Regions from separate parts of the Sus scrofa genome. Here all the other regions are linked to region 3. A link is a contact called in public Hi-C data. All regions are on one chromosome and are shown on one strand. The core of a region is the stretch at or near the end of the contact, and the rest is flanking DNA. Distances in the headings are between cores, read along the strand shown.

Evidence for each region. Hi-C and Micro-C count contacts between places; a contact is called where the count stands out from the background.
Region 1: a Hi-C map of alveolar macrophages shows a contact between it and region 3, with 1.6 times the contacts expected there. The contact joins the promoter of BRPF1 here to the promoter of CRELD1 in region 3. A contact is called at or near these places in 2 of 5 promoter capture datasets (fetal liver and fetal skeletal muscle), 3 of 47 Hi-C or Micro-C datasets (alveolar macrophages, heart right ventricle and liver) and 2 of 2 datasets of contacts at active chromatin or transcription factors (alveolar macrophages and skeletal muscle).
Region 2: a contact with region 3 is called in a Hi-C map of mesenteric adipose tissue, with 1.9 times the contacts expected there. The contact joins the promoter of CAMK1 here to the promoter of CRELD1 in region 3. A contact is called at or near these places in 1 of 5 promoter capture datasets (liver), 2 of 47 Hi-C or Micro-C datasets (embryonic fibroblasts and mesenteric adipose tissue) and 1 of 2 datasets of contacts at active chromatin or transcription factors (alveolar macrophages).

The regions. Positions count from the first base shown.
Region 1 is chr13:66,019,656-66,023,824 of Sscrofa11.1, reverse strand. It overlaps BRPF1 (peregrin), which reads right to left and starts at 2,778. Exons shown (of 12, transcript XM_021069303.1): 1 at 2,124-2,778; 2 at 1-221. The coding sequence starts at 211.
Region 2 is chr13:66,052,451-66,056,644 of Sscrofa11.1, reverse strand. It overlaps CAMK1 (calcium/calmodulin dependent protein kinase I), which reads left to right and starts at 1,387. Exons shown (of 14, transcript NM_001190195.2): 1 at 1,387-1,521; 2 at 3,513-3,551; 3 at 3,554-3,559; 4 at 3,562-3,625. The coding sequence starts at 3,545.
Region 3 is chr13:66,193,148-66,197,910 of Sscrofa11.1, reverse strand. It overlaps CRELD1 (cysteine-rich with EGF-like domain protein 1), which reads right to left and starts at 3,116. Exons shown (of 12, transcript XM_001928892.5): 1 at 2,990-3,116; 2 at 2,274-2,466; 3 at 1,960-2,042. The coding sequence starts at 2,447. IL17RC (interleukin-17 receptor C) reads right to left here. Exons shown (of 13, transcript XM_021069809.1): 12 at 3,353-3,920; 13 at 3,161-3,234. The coding sequence ends at 3,161.

The DNA of each region.
Region 1 (4,169 bases), core at 1,529-4,028, 170 kb after region 3:
CTGGGCGTGACTGGCGCCCCTTCTTCTTGTGCTTTCGGAGTGGAGTCTGCTGTGGGGGTGGTGGGTTGTCGTGGTCATAGTGGTACAGGTGGTACTCAATACCACTGTAACTCTTGTAGACCTTGCGGCAAGTCTCCACGGGGCATTCATAGGGTGGCTTAGTTGCCCGCAAGTTGTGGCAGAAAGTCTTCACGTCAAAGTCCACCCCCATGCTGTCACATCTAGAATGTACAGATCAATTAGCTTAGGCCCAGGGAAAAGTTTCTGGCCACCCACTTCACTCTCTCCAGCCCTCCTTCTCCCCAAGGGTCCTGACCAGCCCACCTCCACAGCATCAACAAATGCCACCCTCCTCCACACTGTGGCCATGGTCTGGGCCTTATCACCTCTTGCCTGGTCATCCTTCCCTGTGTCTCTCAATTCTTCTAGCCTAATCTCACATCATGTGCACAGAATGATCTTTCCACCAAGTATCAACAATCATGTCAGTCTCTTGATTAAAAGCCTCCTAATACTCCCCACTTATTTCCAGGTAGTGTCCAAATTCCTTATGATGACATTCAGGGTGCTCCCTTCACCATTTTGCCCCAGTCCTCCTTTCTAGATTCTTTTTTTCATCAGTTATAGATGTATTTCTGTCTACCCAGGGCAACCTGCCACGCCCTGAATGTTGTAGCCTCTCATTCCTGCAAGAGAATCTCTATTTAGAATGACTTCCATCCTCTCTGATTAGTGAGCTCCAACTCATTCTTCAAAATGTGGCTCAAATGTAACTTCTGTTAGGACTTTGTCTCTCCCATGCGGAGCTGTTTCCACATTTCATCCTCACCTCCACCAAGGAACTCATCACATTGGAAGTTCTCTGCCTCTCCTACTAGACTGGGAGCTGTGCGATGCAAACCCTAGAATCTACCCACCTCTATGTCCCCAGTACCTAGCATGTAGTGTAGTTTTGGCAAATGAATAAATGACCTGTTGAATGAATAGCTAAATGAGGGAACCACCAGGTCTGGAGCCGAGAGAGATGGATGAAACTAGTATCTTCCCATGCAGAAGTTTGAATGGGTAGCCAATGATTTGGGCCCTGGACTCCAGCAGAAACCACTGGATCATAGAATTAGTTCATTGCTGAGGTCTTTAGGCTAAACCTATGCCCTGGCCCTGGGAGTGGTACTGGGCTCTAAGGGTACAAACAGGGACATGACAGTCCAGGCACACTCAACTCCATGCTGGTCCTCAGAACCCTCCCTTCCTCCTCTCCAATGTTCCTGGGTGAGCGGAGACAGCAGATGGCACTAGCCCTCAGGAAGCCCAGCTTGGTCAGAGACTGCCCCAATTTCTCCAGGCCTAGCTGAGTCCAACAATTTAACTATGGGCTTGGCATCATTCCAAGTAAAGCCACCCTGAGCTCCCTCACTAATAGTTATACCTCTTGGCTCCTCTCTGCGACCTAACCAAGCTAGTGAGCTGCTCCAGCCTCTGTCAAAGCCTCTGACTGCCTTATCAGTTAAACTACTCCTTCAACTCGCTCCTACTTCCTACCTGTAGCTGTCTTTAAACACAAACCAATCGAAGCACAAACAAGCTCTCCTCTTTCAATGATGGGTCCCTGGTGAACGCTGCAGCTCTGCTGCCCAGGTTCCCCAAGTAGCACAGAGCTCCGACAAATGTCCCGCTGGGACTCAGCAGCAGAAACACAGTGAAGAGACTCGGGAACTTAGACCTGAAAGCCCCTGGGGAGGGCCCCAGGCTCAGGGGTTTGGCGGCGGTATCTGCCCCAGGCGCTCAGGGGGCTGGAGGAAGTAGGGGGCGGAGGCCAGAGGGATCAGGCCAGGCCCAGGCGGTGCCCGCAGCCCTCTCCCGGATGCGGCGACGTTTCCCCTTTGTCGAAGTGTAACAAGTTAAACAAGGTTCCCCTCCTGCCATTGGCCCAGGCAGCCCTAGGCAGCCCCGGAGGATACACTGTTACCTCGGGTTGCCGGCTGGAAGCGAACGCTCTGTCAGTTCTCCGGGCTGGAGTGGCCCGAGGGCACTCGGGCCGGGGAGCCCGGTGCGCGCCCCACGAAAGCAGCCTACCCCTTCCCGGCTGGCCACTCCCGCCCGGGTCCCAGGCTCGCACTCACCGGCCACCTCGAGTCCGGGCTCATCGCCGGGGGCGCCCGCCGGGGCTCCGACCCCACTTGGGGAGGCCAGCGGGGAAAGACGGGCCGGGGAGGGGAAGCCCCAACTCCAGAGACTGCAGACCTCGCCACCCCGGCCCCCTGCCGCCCCACGCTCTGGTCCGGCTCCCTGGGATTCCCGCGCTGACCCCTGCCGCTCCCAGTCCCGCCGGCGCCCGGGTGTCTCAATTCCGGCGGCCGCCGCCCCTTTCGAGAACCCCTAGGTTGCCTGGCCTCGGGACCCGACGCTGCTGGAACAAAAGAGGTTCCCGGAGGCAACGCGGGGACGGCGGCAGCAGAGACGGTGGCGGCAAAGGCAGTGGCAGCGGCGGCGGCAGCAGCGGCGGCGACGGCGTCTGCGCAGGGTAAATGCGTAGCCGCGGCGCTGCCGACCTGCACTTTCGCCACAGATCCCCTCCCGCCCGCTGAGGCTCGAGAGGCCATTCTTTAGGATTCGGAAGGCCCCTGGATACCCCACAGTGCTCTTCTAGCACCTCCATCTTAGAGTTGAGTTTCTGGAGACTGAAATTGAAGTACTCGGGATCCGGATTGGTAGGGCCGTTTGTAGCGAATCTGCGGTCACGGACGGTGAGCGCGGGACTGGGCGTGAGGAGCCCGCCCTTCTCCCTTCCCCCTCCGCCTCCTGCCCCCCCGCCCCCTCCCCATCCCCTAGCCCTCCCTCCCTCCCTCCTGGCGCCGCGGCTGCGGTAGGGACCTGGCCTTGGTCTCCGAGGAAGGCGGCGAGGCGGGGCCGGAGCCACGGGGCGGGGCTGGGGGCAGGGCCAGGACCAAGAGGGACGCGGGCTGGAGCCTAAGGGGGACCTGGAGTTACGGGTGAGGGCGGGGCGGGGCTGGAAGAGGATAAACCAGTCTACGGGGCGGGGTTTGCGGGGAGTGGGCGGGGCCATCTGTAAAGCAGGCCCCAGTAAGGAGAATAGGGGTTGAACTGGGCGGGGGTTAAAGGGTGGGACTAAACAGAAGAGTGGGCCATAGGAAAGAAAGGGCGGGGTTTTGGATAGGCCTGAAACTTGGAGCTGGTTTAGGGAGAAAGAATAGAGCTGGGAAAAACGGAAGCGAGACTGAAGGGAATGGGCGGGGCTTGGAAAAGGTAAAGGGGCAGGGCTGGAGAAAAGGTGTGCATTTGAAAGTAGCAGCCAGATTGGGGCGGTGGAGAAGGCCGGTCGGGTGTGAAAGGGCTTTTGCACGGTATAATAGGATTCAGATGCTAGGAGCCCTGTAGCTTGATGGAGAAATGCTTCATGGCTACGGGTCGCCGGTTGGAAGATGGTGTCAAAACAGAGCTGGTTTGAATGTGACTGGGCCACTTAGCAGATATGTGAATTTGAGCAGGTTGTTAAATTCTTCTTACCTCATATTGCTTATTTGTAAAGCGGAGTGCCACAACTCTACTGGTCAGTTCCCGGGCGCTTCGGAGAACTTGGGTGCCAAGAAGAGTCCACTAGCTAAACAATACCTGGGCTGAGCCTCTCCAGTTTTGCCATCAAAGAGGAGAGTTAAAGGGTCTTCCAGGGTTCTGGGGCAAAGCCCAAATCATCTGGAAGGTTCTATTTTACCTTAATACAAACCTTGCATTCAATCCACTGTAAAGTATGTGTTTACATATTCAATATCTTCCCCCAAACATCCTCGTAAAATGGACACTTCACGAAAAGATTTGCTGGTTAAGATCTCGGGATCTGAAGTCAAACTGATGGGTTCTCTTCAGTAAATGACAAATTCTCTGAACCTCAGTTCCATGTGTATAATAGAGATAAAATAGTGCTTACCTCACAGGATTGTTGTGAGGATTGAATAATACGATGCTCGTAAATCACATAGCACAGTGGGATGTTTTTGGCCACACTGACATGTTGAAGTTCCCAGGCCAGGGATTGCACCTGCACCATAGCAGCTACCTAAACTGCTGCTGGTCCTTCAACCTCTGGGCCACAAGAGAACTCTCACATAGTGTTGATATGTAGTGAATACTCAAAGAAAATATCAGCTTTT
Region 2 (4,194 bases), core at 138-2,637, 140 kb after region 3:
CTCCTTAGTCCCCTGACCCCAGAAAAAACAGGTTCCTTCTCTGAACCTCAGTTTACCCTAAAGTAAGTCTAGCTGTCATATTTTGAACCCCGGTGGTACTCCAGGCACGTCACATCCATTATCCCACAGAATTCTCAGGAAAATTCTGAGTCAGTCATCAATATTCCATATTCCAAATGAAGAAATTGAGGCTAAGAGAGGTAAAGTGTGACTCAGAAAAGTTAGTCTCTAAAGCCTTTCTAGGAACCTCTTCCTCTCTCATTGTAGAATGGGCACAATAACCTGACCACCTTCGGACACAGTCCTGAGGTTAAGACAGGGAAAAGCCAATTGAAAATGAGATTGAGCTAAGCATTGTCCTCTCCCTATCTGCAGCTGTAAAATGCAGGAATTCAAGATTGAGGAGCGGCCATGAGGTGGAGTGGGGGGTCCCCAGAAACGTGCCTCCTCCGGCTGGCTCCAGTCCAGCCCCACCCCTTCTTTCTGGGAGTTGCTCCCTCAGTCCCTTCTCCCCAAGGAAGGCCTTGCTCAAGAGGACACAGACCAGGTCTTTTGGCCCCTTGCCCGCCGCCCCAGAGCGGTTTTGGGCTTCCTCTCCCAACCTGGCCCTGAGCCAAAGGCCGCTGGCGCCAGCCCAGTCACGTGGTCCTCTTTGGCCCGCTTCCACGAGGATCCAGATTTAACTCTCCCCCCTCCCCCTTCCCTCCCCGCCCCAGTCCCTCTGGGCACCACACCCGATCTGGCCCGCAGGTGTAGGGAATTAGAGCATCAGCTCTGCAGGTGTGGAGAATTAGAGCCTTAGCTCTGCCTCAGAGAGGGACCTCAGTTTTCCCGCAAGTCAAATGGGATCCCCACCCTAAGACTGTCTCAATTCTCTTCATCACCTACCCTTGCCTTGTCCTTTCCGAACGGCCCCAGGCCTCCACTCCTCTCAGTCTCTAGAGCTCTTCCCTGGGCCTAATTCCCAGGGGCGGACAGGGGCAGGGAGAGTAGGACAGCGCCCAACCCTAAGGGAGCTCCCAGAACTGGTCTGAAAGAAACTCCTAGAGATAGGGCGAAAATGGCCAGCTTCCGGCATCAGACAGACTTGTGTTCGAATTCGACTCTGCTTCTGACCAACTGACTTTGAGCGCTTCATCTCTCTGTGCCTCAGTTGTTCCTACTGTGAAACGGGGACCCAGCCTGATGACGAAGGATGAAAAGAACCCAGCGGAGGATCTGACCTGCACGAAGGGCGGCCGCTGTTAACTCCTGACCTCTCGCCCCTTTCCCAGCCCGGGAGCGGAGCCTCACCTCCCAGTCCCCAGTCCCTCCGTCGCAGGCTCCTCCTCCACTGACATCAGAGCCGCAGGCGGGCGGAGGGAGCCAGCCGAGTCCGAACCAAGCCCCAGCGAGAGAGCCGGCGGCGGGGCCAGGCGCGCAGCAGCGGCGGGCGGCGGACGGCGGCCAGCGGCCAGCGGCCAGAGCCCAGCACCAGGCACCTCCGGCCTCCCAGCCAGCCCCGCGGCGGGGCAGCCGCAGGTACAAGCCCAAAGCCGCGCCGCCCGACCCTGGGCGCAGCCGCTGGATACCCTCCCCCAAGGATGGAAAGGGGAGCCCGGGCGTGCCGGACTCTAGATGGGCAGGGCCGGGCCTCACTCCCCAACCTCTGCCCCAGGCCCAGCAGGTGCCGGTGGGAAACTGAGTGGGTAAAAGAGGAAGGTGGGGAAGGGATGTGTGTGCGTGCGTGTCTGCCTTCAGCTGGGCCTGAATGTGGAAGGACTGGGCATTTGGAGGTATGGATGTGTTGGGATATGAGAGTGACTTAGCTTTGGCAAGGGGCTTCAGATATGAAGTTGCAGCATGTTGGTGTATAAGGGTATCCGTGCGGATGTCTGGGAGTCAGTGCTTTTGTTGCAGATATATGTCCAGGTGTTGTGGTGTGCTGGTATCCAGCTCAAAAGGGCAGTAAGTCAGAGTTGGGGACGTATACAGTTGTGTGCTGACCATGTTTGGAGTTAGGAGTATAAGGATTTGCAGTTGAAGAGCTTCTAGGATAAAGGTATGAATGAATCTGGGATGTCTGGTATACAGGTGAGTGTGTGTGTCTGCCTGTCTGGGTGTCATCAAGGTGTGTATGGATGTGTGTTTTGGGGTATGAGAGGGATGTTTGGGTGTGAGGATGTCTGGGGGAGTGTGTGTTTGGATGTGTGTGCTGACGTCCGGGTGTACATGTGTGATCAAGTGTCAGAGTAACTGGGGATGGCGTGTGCTGGAGGCAGGTGTTTGGGTTCAGGGGTGTGGGTGGCTTTTGATGTGAAACTGTGAGGTTCATATCTGCCAGGCTTCCAGGTGGGTTTAAAATTCTGCCTCTACAGCTTACCACCAAGTCTCCTTTCCTAGAAGTTTCTGCCCCTTGGGATTGGTGGCCAGGCCCCCTTGGGAACATGTCCCATCCAAAGAGTGGAATCCCACACTAGGAGCTCTAATCAGGGCACCTTCCCCTCATTTTTTCCCATGGAGGAAAAAGAGAAGGAAAGGGCCCTCCCTGAGGACACACAGTACACTGAGCTCTGTTTTGGCTTCACTCTCTGTGGACCTGGGATGGGATTGAGAGGCTGTGTTCTCTGGATGGGTCCTAGTCTGGCTGCAGTGCCTTCCTAGGTCTTTGCCTCCAGCAGTCTTTGCTGGGGCCCAGCTAGGGGTCATTGAGCAACTCTGGATCCAAACCCTATCCATCACCAACCTTCGTCTCCCCATTCTTCATCTGATAAATGGGGAGAGCTCACCCTCTACTACTGGTTAGAGTCTCCGTGGTGGTGAGGTCTCAGTGGTGAAAAGTATAGGCTGGATCAGGATGAGATGAAGCCAGGAAGGGACAGGTTGGGTGGGACAATTTCTCAGGTTGCTGGGATCCAGATGGGGAGTCAGAAGGGAGAGGGGGTAATAAGAGGCCTGGGGAGCTCCAGCTGTGGCTGCTGTTGCTGTGGTAACAGTGTGGAAGGAGCTATTTAAAAAACGTGGCAGAGATATTGCTGGAAGCCCAGGCTGCCGGAAACCTGATTTCCAAGAGGCCTGGCAGGGAGAAGGGGGAGGGAGAGGAGACACCCCAGCAATTCTGAGGGTGGGGCTGGGACATCACTGGTTCTGGGACAAGGGGATCCTCCAGGGCAGTGCGTTTCTACAAGCTGCTCTGGGGTCTTCTCTGCACTTCTCCCAGAGATCAGTGTGCCCCTAAGCGTTTGGATTTAGAGAGGGAGAAACTGGGAGGTGAGCTGAATTAATGAATGAATGAGTGACTTTGTTGAATAAAGAATTTTGCTGCCACCCTGAGGGATTTTCCTCTAAGCATAGGGCGTGCTGCATAGGTGTTGAAAGAACAAATGGCTGTGAATGAATGTTTGCTGAATGACTTTGTCTAATGAATGATCAAGGAATGATTCAGTGTGGGCTGAGTGACTGAACAGGAGCCCCCAAGCAAGTTCCTACAAAGATGGGGGCCCCACTGAGTCTTCTTCCATTCTCCTTCCTAGGAGCCCTGGCTGTGGTTGGGGGGCAGTGGACCATGCCGGGGCAGTGGAAGCCCCACCTGGAAGCAGGCGGAGGATATTAGAGACATTTACGACTTCCGTGATGTTCTAGGAACGTGAGTCTCAGGGTGGGAGTGAAGGGGCGGCTGTCCCTGAGATGGGAGGTGGGGTTGGGAAGGCCCTTACCCCTGGGCCTGGAGGGGCTGAGGCCAGGGCGGTGCTTCCTCTGGCCAGTTGATCACTGCTTCCTGTTTCTTGCAGCCCAGGCCCTATGGTAGCATTGCCTGGCCCAGACTGGCCTTGGCTTTTCACTTCTGGCTGACGGTGGGTGGGAACTGAGGCGGCTCTTGCCAGAGTTCTAGGTTCCTGTGATGAGAATGAAGGAGCCACTTTTTCAAACTTGCTGCCAAGAACTGGGGGTTCTAACCTAGGTTTTAGAACTGAGGCTGGGCATGGCTGCCCACAATGGTGGGAATCCAGAAATAACTCAAACCTGATCTTTGCCCCTCACATTGATCCCAAACATGTGAGGGAGACAGACCCACGTAAGATGACAACAGGTGTGTGCTCTGCTCCAGCTAAAGTCATGAATGAGGACTTTGTTGAGCCCAGAGAGAGCAGAGACTTCTGTGTGGGGATAAACTTTCTGGAGAAGGGGCCTGAGAGCTGGGGACTGAAAGGATGG
Region 3 (4,763 bases), core at 1,867-4,366:
AATAAACTACCCAAATGTCCATCAGCTGATGAATAAATGTATCTATCATTACAACAGAATATTAATAAGCCTAAAGAAGGAATGAAGTACTGATACTTGCTACAAGATGGATGCACCAGAAAACATTACACTAAGTGAAAGAAGCCACATATAAAACACCACACTGTATGACTCCAACAGAATCAGTAAATCCATAGAGACAGAAAGCAGATTAATGGTTGCTAAGAACTGGGGGAAGAGAGAATGAGTGCTCAGTGGGGAAGGGGTATCTTTGGGCGGATAAAAACAGTCTGGGACTAGATAATGGTTACTGTTGCACAACACTGTGAATGTATAAAATGTCTCTAATGGTAAATTTTATGTAACTGCATTCTACCACAATAAAAAAAAAGTAAATATATACATACACCTAAAATGTATCATATATATTTAAAGAGTCTGGCATCATAGTTTAATCCTTACCACAACCCTATGAAATAGGCAATTGGTATTAATATTCCCATTTTACAGATGAAGAAACTGAGGATCACCAAGGTGAAGTGACTTTCCCTAAGGTACAAAGGGTCAGAACTGAAAACCTGGTCTAACTCCAAGCCTTGCTGATTCCTTCTCCTCAGTTTGACCTAGGGCTCAGGCCTCTCAATATAATCTCATTCTGTCCAATGGCTTTATACACTGATTATATGCTGGTGACTGTCATTCATGTTTCCAGCCCTACATCTTCCCTGAACTCCTGACTCCTAAACCTAACTACTCAACTGTTTAACAGACATCTCAGCCCAACATGCTCAATGCAAATGCCTGATTCCCTAGACCTTCTCCTTTCCCATCTCAGAAAACAGTCCCACTATTCACCCAGTTGCTCAGTCTCAAAACCTAGTGAGCACCTTTAACTCTACTCTTTCTATCTCCTACTCCATAATGAATCCATCATCAAGTCCTATCAGTTTATCTGCAGAATATACCCATTATCTGACCTCGTCTCACCATGGCCCACCACCGCTGTCATACCTAGACTGTGCACTAGCCTCCCAGCTGGTCTTCTTGCTCTTCCACCCGTGACCCCTAAGGTCTGTGAGTAACCTTTTAAAAGTATAAATAGAAATTCCCTGGTGGCTCAGTGGGTTAAGGATCCAGCATTGTCAGTGTCATGGCACAGGTTCAATCCCTGGCCTGGGAACTTCTGCATGCTATGGGCACAGTCAAAAAAAAGTATAAATAAAATTTTTTTTTTTTTTTGTCTTTTCTAGGACTGCTCCCGTGGCATATGGAAGTTCCCAGGCTAGGGGTCTAATTGGAGCTGTAGCCACCGGTCTATGCCAGAGCCATAGCAAGTCGGGATCTGAGCCAAGTCTGCGACCTACACCACAGCTCACGGCAACGCCAGATTCTTAACCCACTGATCAAGGCCAGGGATCGAACCTGCAACCTCATGGTTCCTAGTCAGATCTGTTAACCACTGCACCACGACAGGAACTCCTCCAATGACTTTTTACCACACTCAGAATGAAATCTAAACTCCTTTTTGTGGCCCTCAAGACCCTCTGTCTTCACCTTCCACTATTCTCCTTTCTGCTCACTCCAAATTCAGCCACCTCTCATATACACCAAGTCAGTCTCACTGACTGTCCAAATCCTTTCCTGATTGTTACACAGTTTGCTTCTTCATCGTGGGTCTCTGTTTGAATGTCATGTGTTGAGCACCATTCTGTTGTCCACCCTGTTTTATTGTTCTTCCCCTGATTTGACATTTTTTATTTACTTATTCACTGTCTGTATCCTCTACTAGAATGTAAGCTCCTTGAAGAAGGGATGTTCCCTGTTTTGTTTAGTGCTGTCCTACAGATATTCAGTGATATTTGCTGAATAAGTGCTCCCCAACTGTCTCCAGGCCTCCACTAGCAGAGCAGAGATTGGGATGTGAGGTATATAAACCCGCCCCTCCAGCCTCCTCCTTACCTGTCTTTGTATTTGGATAACTTCTCTTCCTCCCAGGCAGTGTTTCCGCCTCCAAAGTTGTCCCGGATGGTTCTCTCCAGGCCCTGGAAATGGAGGAAGTTGGGAATAGCTATGTAAAGTGCCTGGCACATTCTAACATTTGTATTTCATTGACAAGGAAACTGGGACACCGAGAGGCAATTTGCTCAAGACCATACAACCAGTGAGTAACCAAACCGTAACTTGACTTCATGAAGACTTGTATTCCAGAGTGCCCAGACCTCAACCCCTATGCCATAGTAGCTGGACCCCTCCCATTACACTGGTGCACCCACCTTGTAGAAGCTGTCCACCAGTCCCCGGCAGGTATGACATGGATGAGGTTCAGTAGGGGGAGAAGATTGGGGAGGAGGAGAGGGCTGAACCAAAACTGGGCTTGGGAGGCCAATGAAAAGGCTCAGGACCCAGAGCAGAGCTGGGGCTAGGCCCTTCGGTGGCCGTGGGGCCATCTTTTCCCAGACTGGGTACCTGTAGATAGACGACATGGAGAAGGTTCGCTGGAGGAGCCAAATGAGAAAGAAAAGGGTGGGTTCTGAGGTGCTGTGGGTCTCGGACCCCAGATCTGTTAAAAAGAAGGCTAGACTGGGGTAAGGCCGAGGGAAAGGAGATGGTTGGGGAAAGGACGCTATTCTGCAATTCCAGGGTGGGAATAAGTTATCCTGTCACCGTGGGGGGAGGTGGCTTGGATCCTTGGCAAGAGGATAGGAGTCAGACTGTTGTTTTAGGGTCTGAATGTGGTTCCCAGGGGCCGGATCAGCGATATTAGGGAAAAAAGGTCAGATTCCAAAGCACTGGGGGAGAGGACGCCAGTGATGGACGTTCTTGGGAGGAGAAGTCCGGAACCCCGGTTGGGGGCTGGGGAGGAGCCTGGATCCGGATATGAAGAGAAAAGGTCAGGTTCGAGGCCTGCAAAGGCCAGAGGCACGGCCCACGAGCGGGCAAGGAAGGATCCAGATCCAGGAAGGCTGTGAGAGAGAAAAAGACGACCCACCCAGCCCGCAGGCGCCAACAGCTCAGCCTCCCCAACGCCGCCGCTGCCGCCCGCTGCGTAAGACGTGCACCCTCCGCTGGCTCCGCAGTTGTGAGGGCGGAACCCGCGCCACAGCCAATAGTGGTGGGCCAAGTGCCATTGCGTCACCCTATGCCAGCCAACCAGAAGCGTCTACGGGCTGCACCTGTCGGGGTTGTTAAAGGGCCGCGGGGATACCGGTTGAGCGCGGCAGTCCTGATTTGCCGCTGGGTTACAGAGACACGCGTGGGAGACATGAGTAGAAAAATAGCTCCTGCCTTTATTCAAGTCCTGTCCCCTGCCTCTGGCCCCATCCCGCTTCCCGTCCCCGCGGTCTCCTGTGACCAGAAGCAGCTGTCCAGGGCGGGCTGCAGGGCCCGGGACACTTGATCCGCTCTCTCCGCGAGCCGCCTCGAGCGGAGGGCGCCGGGCCCCTGTAGGGTCCCAGGAAGTCGGGCAGCTGTGAGGGCAGTGAGAAGACCGGCACGCTGCGGAACAGGGCGGGCACGGCGTCCGGGGGCAGCAGTCTGTCGAAGTAGGCCCCGATGTAGCGGCCGGGTGCCCGGCCCTGCAAGAAGTCTGGCAGCACGCAGCTGAGCGAGGCGGTGAAGGCGTCGTGCGGGCCGTGTGCCCCGGGCGCTGACGCCGCATCCTGCAGCCACTCGTGGCACATGGCCACGGCCCCTGGCGAGAAGAGCAGGACCACCACGCCGCCTTCCTGGAGGGTCTGGCGCCGCTGCGCGTGGAACCAGGCCAGGGGCCCCTGTGCGCTCAGTTCGCGGCGGCTCCACAGGTCCACGGCCACGCGCAGCGGCAGCTGACACAGCGCTGACGCCAGGGCGCCACGAGGCGCTCGAAGCCTGCGTCGTCGGGGAGTAGAGGAGCAAAGCCACTCGGCTCCTGGCGGCAGCCGCTGCAGGATAAAACAGAGTGGGAGGGGAGACATGAGCTGGCCGGAGGCCCGGTCTGCCCGGGGGCCGCCACCCGCGGCTCTGGCTCACACTCACCCCCTTCAAGACCGTCCTCCTTCAAGAGCCTCAGCCACCCTGTTAGGGGAGAGGAGCGGAGGCAGCTGGTGAGCCCAGCTGCCGCCTTCTCCTGGCCAGCTCCCAGGCCCACTTGAGGAGTCCAGCCCCTGGGGAATCGCTCACCTTTCACGTGGTCCTTTTTGACAAGGAGGAGAAGGAAAAGCACAGCGGCAAAAAGTAAGCAGGCCAGCCACACCAGGGCCCAGCGCTGGTGGGTGTCTAGGAGACCCAGGGGAGAAGACAGGCTTGTTAGAGGCCCCCCACTTCATGATGGAGAAAACTGAGGCTCAGAGAATGTGATTTACCCCAACTCCACAGCTCATAGGGTCAGAGCCAGTGTATGAACAAAGATCATACATAGATGTTGTGTGTGACTTTGACTAAATGACTTCACTTTCTGTCTCATTTCACCTCTGTAAAACTGAAATAACAATTGTATCTACTTCCTAAGATTATTGTGAGAACTACATGTATTAATATAAATAAAGCACTGAACGCAATGCTGGGCATAGTAAGTGCTCAAGTATCAGCTAATGTTACTGCCCCTAAGCCTCTGGTTGCTTGACCATGACCTCACTCTCTTGGATGACTGCAGCAGCCTTCTAACTGGTGTCCCTGATCTTTTTTTCTTTCTTTTTTTTTTGGCCACCCCTCGGCATATGTTGTTCCTGAGCCAGGGATCAGATCCCAGCTGCAGTTGTGACCTATGCCACAACTGTGGCAACGCC